Regions from separate parts of the Mus musculus genome. Here region 1 is linked to region 2. Evidence: chromatin contacts called from public Hi-C data. All regions are on one chromosome and are shown on one strand. The core of a region is the stretch at or near the end of the contact, and the rest is flanking DNA. Distances in the headings are between cores, read along the strand shown.

Region 1 (3,911 bases), core at 25-2,524, 500 kb after region 2:
ATTACAGGCTTGCAGGCCATCATGCCCAGATCTCACAAAATCCTAAAATTATTCTCTCTATTGAGAGACCTGAGCATTGATTGGTCCAAGGTCACCACTATCATTAGGACAAAGGTTTGAATTTTAATGTTGCCATAATCCAAGGTAATACATACTTCTTGGTAAGGAATATGGTACAGCTGAGAACAGAGGGTATATAAACCTCACATAGTTTACTGTCAGAACCGTATGGTAAATGGCTTACTCTCTGCCCCCCCCTCCCCAAGATGTCTCAGCAGGTACAAGAGCTTCCCGGGCAACCTGGATTCCATCCCCCGTAAGAGAATGTTGTCCTCTGATCTCCATATTTAAGCTGTGTCATATTTAAAGTTGTGTCATATTTAAGCCGTGTCATGTGCATGGTCCCTACAAGCTCTTCACTCACACAGTCAATGATACAAAATTTTTAAAAAGATGTATTATTTATGTCATCTTTGAAATGAAAAATAGCCAGGGCAGTTTTGAAACCCACCCTTTTACAGTTGGAATCATCTTTCTGTGCCTTCCTACTTCTTCCCCCATGTGGATGGACCGAAATTGTGTCGGACACTTAATTCGCATGAAAGAATATTTCAGTTGTGGGGGGAAGGTTTTAGCCTTATGGGTGGTGTCTAGCCAAGCCTCCTTCCCACAGAAAGCAGCATGTCCTCCAGGAAGAGTCGAACACCCAGCAGCCGCAGCAACTATGCACGTGCTTATCCTGAGCATTCTCACCTACAAGACACACACTCCGCGTGATTTCACCTTTTGCTAAGTGGGAAGAGGGGCTTGCTACCTCGGCCACACAAACGCAGGCATCCCACTGGTTCTGTGTGTAAAGACACCAGCCTCCAGGCCTGACCTTGAGCCCCACCCCAGGGACCCTCAAAGTGGGGAGAGAGAAGCAACTCCTTCAGGTGTCCTCTCACTGCCACGTGCAGCCGTGCCACATGGACGTGCCCCTGTGTACACACATTCACACAAAGAAGGAAGGTAATGAAAGCCAATTTAGCAAACAGACAAAGAGCACAGAGTCTGGAAGGGGGCTGACTGAGCTGAGTCCCCGGGGTTCTTTTCTAGCTGGTGGCCCTGTTACCAACAGTGGAACAACACAGGGGTCCCGTTCCTGGCCTCACAGGCTTTCAGTTGCATTGAAAAACAACGCAGGTTCGGAGGCGGCAGACTGCTGAGCACTGAACTGTACTGATCTCTGGGCCCGCTGCACTCCGATGCCCCTCTGAGGACAATAGTTGTTACCTTGGCTCTTTATACAGAAGCTTGCAAGTTGCTTCTGTTGAAACCACTGGTTTGCACTGGTGTCCAGCATGTGACCTTTTTGTTTGGTTTTGGACCCTGGGACAAAGGACTAAGGTGCATATTTTACATATCAAAGCAGACCTGGCCTCCACAAAGCATCCCTCAGTCCATACCTGCCCCCACTTTCCAGCTGGGGGGGGGGGCGGGAGGGGGCTGGACTGCCCTTCCTAAGAGGCTCTTCCCTATATAATCCAGACACTTTGCTCTCTCTCTCTCTCTCTCTCTCTCTCTCTCTCTCTCTCTCTCTCTCTCTCTCTCTCTCTCCCTCTCCCTCTCCCTCCCTCCCTCTCCCTCTCCCTCTCTCTCTCCCTCTCTCTCTCCCTCCCTCCCTCCCTCCCTCCCTCCCTCCCTCCCTCTCTCTCCCTCTTTCTCTCTCTCTCTCCCTCTCCCCCTTCCCCACTCTCCCTCTTCCCCCTCCTCTCCCTTCTCTCTCTTCCAGCACCCTATCTCTCTTTCTCCCCCCCCCCCATCCCCATGTCGACTCCTCTGGCCTCAATCCTTGGGGGCCAGTGAACTCGCTCGAGTGCAGCTTCCCAATAAACCTGCATTTTATATAATCAAATCTGGCTTGAATTGGCTCATTCCACTGTCGGAGAAATAACCTATCAATTTTGGGGTCAGAAAGCAAAAAAACAAACAAACAAAAAAAAAAAAAAACCAAAAACAAAAAACCCCAGCACCCTTGGTTCATGCTGACCTTGCCGTGAGTACACACAAGCACCCCGAGGAGCCCAAAAGTTTGATACTGGATTTGCAGGACATTCCCTGTGACTCTGGTCACCTCCCCTAAGCTATGAATCACCCCACTTCTTTACCCCAGAAGTCTCCCCAAACTCCATACTGGTCTCTCTTTGTAGCCCAGACTGGCCATACTTAGCTTCCTTGAGAACTGGCCCACCACATGGCAGGCAAATGGCCTGGCTGGGAATATTATTAATCGACCCCTCAGAAATGAAAGTACTGAAGATCAGTAGTCCCTAATGACCAGGAGGTCCCTAAAGAACAGGAGTCCCTAATGACCACGAGGAGCCAGGACCCTCCCATCCCTATTTAAATTACAACTATTCAAGTTGTGATCTAAAGGACAGAAACCCTGGAGATGTGGAGATGTTGCACAGTGGGTAGTAGCCCCCTGCCTCAGTTTCCCTACTAGTCAGAAGATTGTTCCGAACATTCAATAGCTCCCTATCCACGAGGATAATTGGAGGACATACCTCCCTCTTCTCCAGATAGCAATCCTGTTAAGGACAGTCCCCAAACATCTTAGGCTTTCATCACAATGATGGCTCTGTCCCTCAGGAATTTCCCTAACTACTTCTTGAATGGTGTTCAGCCAGCTTACAGGAAGCCTCATCAAGTTCCGGGAAACCAGCTCCTCCCTGGAGGGAGAGCACGTGCGCTCCTCCTTGGCTGCCAGGGCGACTCTGCATCCACATTTGTGAGTCAGGGCAAAGCCTCGGTCCCTCTCACCTATGACAAAAAAAGCTATTGCATCAGCAGCCTCTCGGCCGGGCAATCAGAGAAATAGGAACCGCTGGCAAAAAGTCCAGAGGTCACCCCAGCACAAAGGTCACCCACATCCCTGAAGCTTGCTCCTCAGACCTCCCTGCCTGGTTCTGACCTTTCTTTTCTTTGGGTGCACAGACCTCTTGGAATATCTGAGGAAAGCTACTGACTTGTCTTTCTAAAAGGCAGACGTGAAAGTCTAGGCGTAAAAAACTCCCAGGTGGTTAACTCCCGGGGTTCTTAATGGCGCTATGACCAGGATATGAGTTAGAGCACGTTTAAAATGACTCAACGGTTTTGAGGCGCTCTGACAACTGCAGTATTTCATTGCTCTGCTTGCCAAGCGCTCAGGTACGACCAGGTACACGCAGCATTCAGTGGGAAGATGGTTTAGATGATTTCAGGAAGTGCTTGTGTGGAGGCAGGAACTCTGAGTACCTCTGGTTGACGTCCAGAAATTAAAAGGGATTTTTTTTTAGTATTAGTGTTAGATAGCCTTCGACATCGATTGTTTCATGTGTACACACAACTTTTGTAAAGAAACAGAGTTGATAAAACATAGTTTCGGAACTATACAAAAGCCATTGTTACTTCCAGGCCTGGGATGGGAAGGGAGGAGTTAGCATTGAGGAAGAAGCCAGATTCCTGCCCAGCGGGGAGTTGGGCAACCGCATCTGCTGGTGGGGGCAGGAAGGTAGGCAAAGGCTTAAGGCCAGGGATGATCGATTCCAGATGGTCTCTTCTGGGTCTTCTCCCTGGACCCTTAAATTTCCATGCAGGGCAGGAAAGAGCCGGCCCTATTTCATTAGCAGTATTACTGCCAAACCCATGCAGGTTTGTTCATTTTATCTAAAGACAAACACACAGTCACCTGCAGAGGCAGGAGACTTTAGGAGAGGGTTTGTTCGCTACCCCAGCTTTCTAAGCCTCTTAAAGGGGACCGAGTTTGAATTCCAAAGGAGCCACCGGGAATATTCACCAAGCCCCTTACACAAGGCCACCCTCCCTAGTAGACACAACAAAACAGAGATTTTTTTTTTTTTAAAGAAAACAGTTTCTCTAGCCACCAA
Region 2 (3,554 bases), core at 755-3,254:
TTGCTTACGTGCATGTCTGGGTACCACATGTGGCATGTTCAGAAGAGTGTGTCATATCCTCTGGAACTGCTGTCACAGATGGCAGTGAGCCCTCATGGTGGGTGTTAAGAATCAAACCAAGGTCCTCTGCAGGAGCAACACACGCTCTCCTAACTGGTGAACCATCTCTCCAGCCCTCTTGGCTTTCACAAAATTATATTTTACGATGAGCAGTGATGGCACACACCTTTGAACCCAGCACTCGGGAGGCAGAGACAGGCAGATCTCTGTGAGTTTGAGGCCAGCCTGGTTTATAGACTGAGTTCCAGGACAGTCAGAGCTACATAGAGAAACCCTGTCTCAAGAATTGTTTTTGTGGGCTGGAGAGATGGCTCAGCAGTTAAAAGTACTGATTGCTCTTCCTAAGACCCTGAGTTTAATTCCCACCAACCACATGGTGCCTCACAACCATCTGTAATGGGATCTGACGCCCTCTTCTGGTGTGTCTGAAGATGGCCACAGTGTACTCATATACATGAAATCAATAAATAAATAAACCCTTAATCCCAGCACTTGGGAGGCAGAGGCAGGCGGATTTCTGAGTTCAAGGCCAGCCTGGTCTACAAAGTGAGTTCCAGGACAGCCAGGGCTATACAGAGAAACCATGTCTCGAAAATCCAAAAAATAAAAATAAATAAACCTTTTTAAAAAAAAAATGGTTTTTGTGTGTGCACCCAGGTGTGTGGATGGCCCGTGGAAGTCAGATAAGAACCCCCAGGAGTAACCTACTCAGGATCCTGGAGTAGGGTGGCCCAGGAATGTAGCTGTTGTATAGGGTTATCACAAAAGCCTCCCATAAGGAGCAGAGTAACCCGGGGGAGGTAGCTGAAGGAGGCTCACCGCACCAGTGAGCTCAGTCAGTTATACATAATGAATTCCAGGTCAGCCCTACAGCCTGTCCAGGCTGGGGCAACATAAGGAGGTTGTGTCACAGCAAACCAGAGGGCTGTGCTCCAGGTGACTCATGGGTAAAAGCAGTTGCCACACAAGCCTCACACCCTGAATCCTGTCCCTGAGACCCACATAGAACTTGAAGGAGAGAGCTCACTTCCGAAAACTTGACCTCTGACCTTTATCTGCATGCCACGGCAGGCCTATTTACATACATACGCACAAATAAACTATATATGTGTATATGACATATGCGTGCGTGTGCATGTATGCATATGTATCATATAATTTGGGGGTCTGAGGGTGTGGTGGCTCAGTAGCAGATGCGTAAGAGGCCTAAATAAATAGAATAAAAAAATAGGTTTATGGGGCTGGAGAGATGGCTCAGCAGTTAAAAGCACTGACTGTTCTTCCAGAGGTCCTGAGCTCAATTCCCAGCAACTACATGGTGGCTCATGACCATCTGTAATGAGATCTGACACCCTCTTCTGGTGTGTCACTTCTTCACAACAGAGAGGGGTGACACTCTGCTGCGTGCCATAGAGCTGCCACAGAGCTGGCTCCCTCTCTTTCAAGACCAGGTCTAGATATGTAATCCTAGCTGGTCTGAAACTGGCTTCGAACTTGGAGTGATCCTCCTGCCTCAGCCTCCTGGAATGCTGTAGTTAAAGGTATGCACTATGCCTAAGAAACATCTGTTCTCCTGGAACGGGAATTACAGACAGGTGTGAGCTGCCATGTGGGTGCTGAGAATGGAACCCAGGTCCTCCAGAAGAGCAGCTGTTGCTTTTGGCTCCTGAGCCACCTCTTCAGCCCTCTCTAGCACTCTTACAGACATTGATTGATCTGGTCTGGAAGAAGACAATTAGAGTTTCCAGAAGGGCTGTGTGTGGGCCATCACCAATTTCCACATGACTCTCTGGGTTCCAGTTTGTAAGTCACCTCTCTCCAAATTCCCGAGGGTGGATGCATTCATTCCACACATACTTACTAAGGGCTGGCCTGTACAGGCTGCTCTGTGCGCGCTGACAATTGAGGGAAACAAACAAGTCACATGGGGGCGGGGGCAGCTAAGGTTCACGTCCTGTGACCACAGACTGACCTCTGGCCCAGCACCTTCTGTTCCTCACTGCACCAACCCCACTCCCTTGCTTTTGGTTGTTTCCGCATTCTTTAGCTATCCCAGCAGAGGTAATCTGCCCTCTGCCTACCTTCCCACCTACCCTCAGGGAAGCTCACATGTCTGTCTGTCTTCACACAAAGTGAAGTGATAAAGAGAAGCTGGGTGTGGTGGCGCATGCCTTTAATCCTAGCACTCGGGAGGCAGAGGCAGGCGGATTTCTGAGTTCTAGGCCAGCCTGGTCTACAAAGTGAGTACACAGAGAAACCCTGTCTTGAAAAAGAAAACAAACAAACAAACAAAGATAAAGGGAGCGGGGGATATGTTCTATGGAGGTGCAATCAGGTATAGGGGAAGGGGGGGTGCCTCAGTGGGCCAATGCTGAGCCATCCCTTCCCCCTTAGGGACCAGCCACACATGAAGGTAGAGTATAGAATAGAGTTCATTCAGGGCCTGGGGAGGGGAGTTATAGGCAGAGAGAGAGAGAGAGAGAGAGAGAGAGAGAGAGAGAGAGAGAGAGAGAGAGAAGAAGAAGGAGGAGGAGGAGGAGGAAGAGGAGAAGATGAAGGAGATGGAGAAGGAGAGGAAGAGAATAGAGACTGGCCATGAGCACCTGGAGAGAGAAGGGGAAAGAGAATGGGGAGGGGGGAAGAGAATAGCAAGGGAGGGGTGAACAGCCCCTTTTTTAGTGGGTCAGCACACCTGGCTGTTGCCAGATAACTGTGGGGCTTAGGCAGAATGCTAACACAAAGCCTGATGGGCCAGCCTTTTGTGGATATCATGCCTTTTGCACTCCAGGTTACTCCCTGTATAACATGGGGACATACCACCCTCCCCTAGGGCTGCCTGCCTTGTTAGTGCCTGGTACCTGCTAGGTCTTTCGTCAGTGGTTGCCACTTGGGCCTCTGGGGCTGCTCCCCAGGATCCTGGGTCCAGGAGTTCCCCAGTCATTTGCCCTGCCCTTCAGCCACTTTTTGTTCTAGTGGTGGATGCCGTTTCTGGCATCAGAGTGCCAGCACAGTGGTGGCACGTTGTTCTCTGCCATTTCTGATCATCCACCCTTGAGAGAGTGGAAGGACACTGTCGGAGGACGAAAGCCGACAGAGCTCAGGCCCAGGAGAAGGAAGCTCACAGCTTCCTGTGGCCTCTCCTAGGTGTTAGGTCAATCCTGACTCAAACGACAGAGGAGCCAAAGTGGAAACTTACCAGCCTCAGACGGAGGGTGTGGGGGGACTGGGCATGATGTGCAGACGTGGCCTCCTAGTCGGTGCCCAAAGGGCAGATGGAGGACAGGAGGACAGCTGATGCCCCACCCAGGCAAGCTACTCCCTCCCACCTCCCCAGGAGTCCAGGTGGTGTCTGCCTCAGGGCTGGGGTCAAAGTGCACAAGGAGGGAGGAGGGTGACCCTTGGACCCAGTGACCACTTCCTCTGGGGCAAATGGCTCTCACCCTTGGAGGCCACTGTCCTGCTTTTTTTTTTTTTTTTGGTTTTTCAAGACAGGG

Evidence for each region. A called contact is a pair of places that touch in the nucleus more often than the background predicts.
Region 1: a contact with region 2 is called in a Hi-C map of embryonic stem cells, with 4 times the contacts expected there. The contact joins two enhancer-like sites. A contact is called at or near these places in 5 of 484 Hi-C or Micro-C datasets (all in embryonic stem cells) and 5 of 115 datasets of contacts at active chromatin or transcription factors (embryonic stem cells and pancreatic cancer cells).

Annotation. Positions count from the first base shown.
Region 1 is chr4:142,068,292-142,072,202 of GRCm38.p6, forward strand. The region is part of intron 1 of Tmem51 (transmembrane protein 51); the gene reads right to left. Among named protein-coding and RNA genes, the nearest start is that of Tmem51os1, 14 kb to the right of the region's middle. Within about 2 kb of position 1,275, at least 25 of the 459 cell types and tissues checked have an H3K27ac peak or open chromatin away from gene starts, as enhancers often do. A contact at or near this core is called in embryonic stem cells, where this site is marked.
Region 2 is chr4:141,568,202-141,571,755 of GRCm38.p6, forward strand. No RefSeq gene overlaps it. Among named protein-coding and RNA genes, the nearest start is that of B330016D10Rik, 24 kb to the left of the region's middle. Within about 2 kb of position 2,005, at least 79 of the 459 cell types and tissues checked have an H3K27ac peak or open chromatin away from gene starts, as enhancers often do. A contact at or near this core is called in embryonic stem cells, where this site is marked.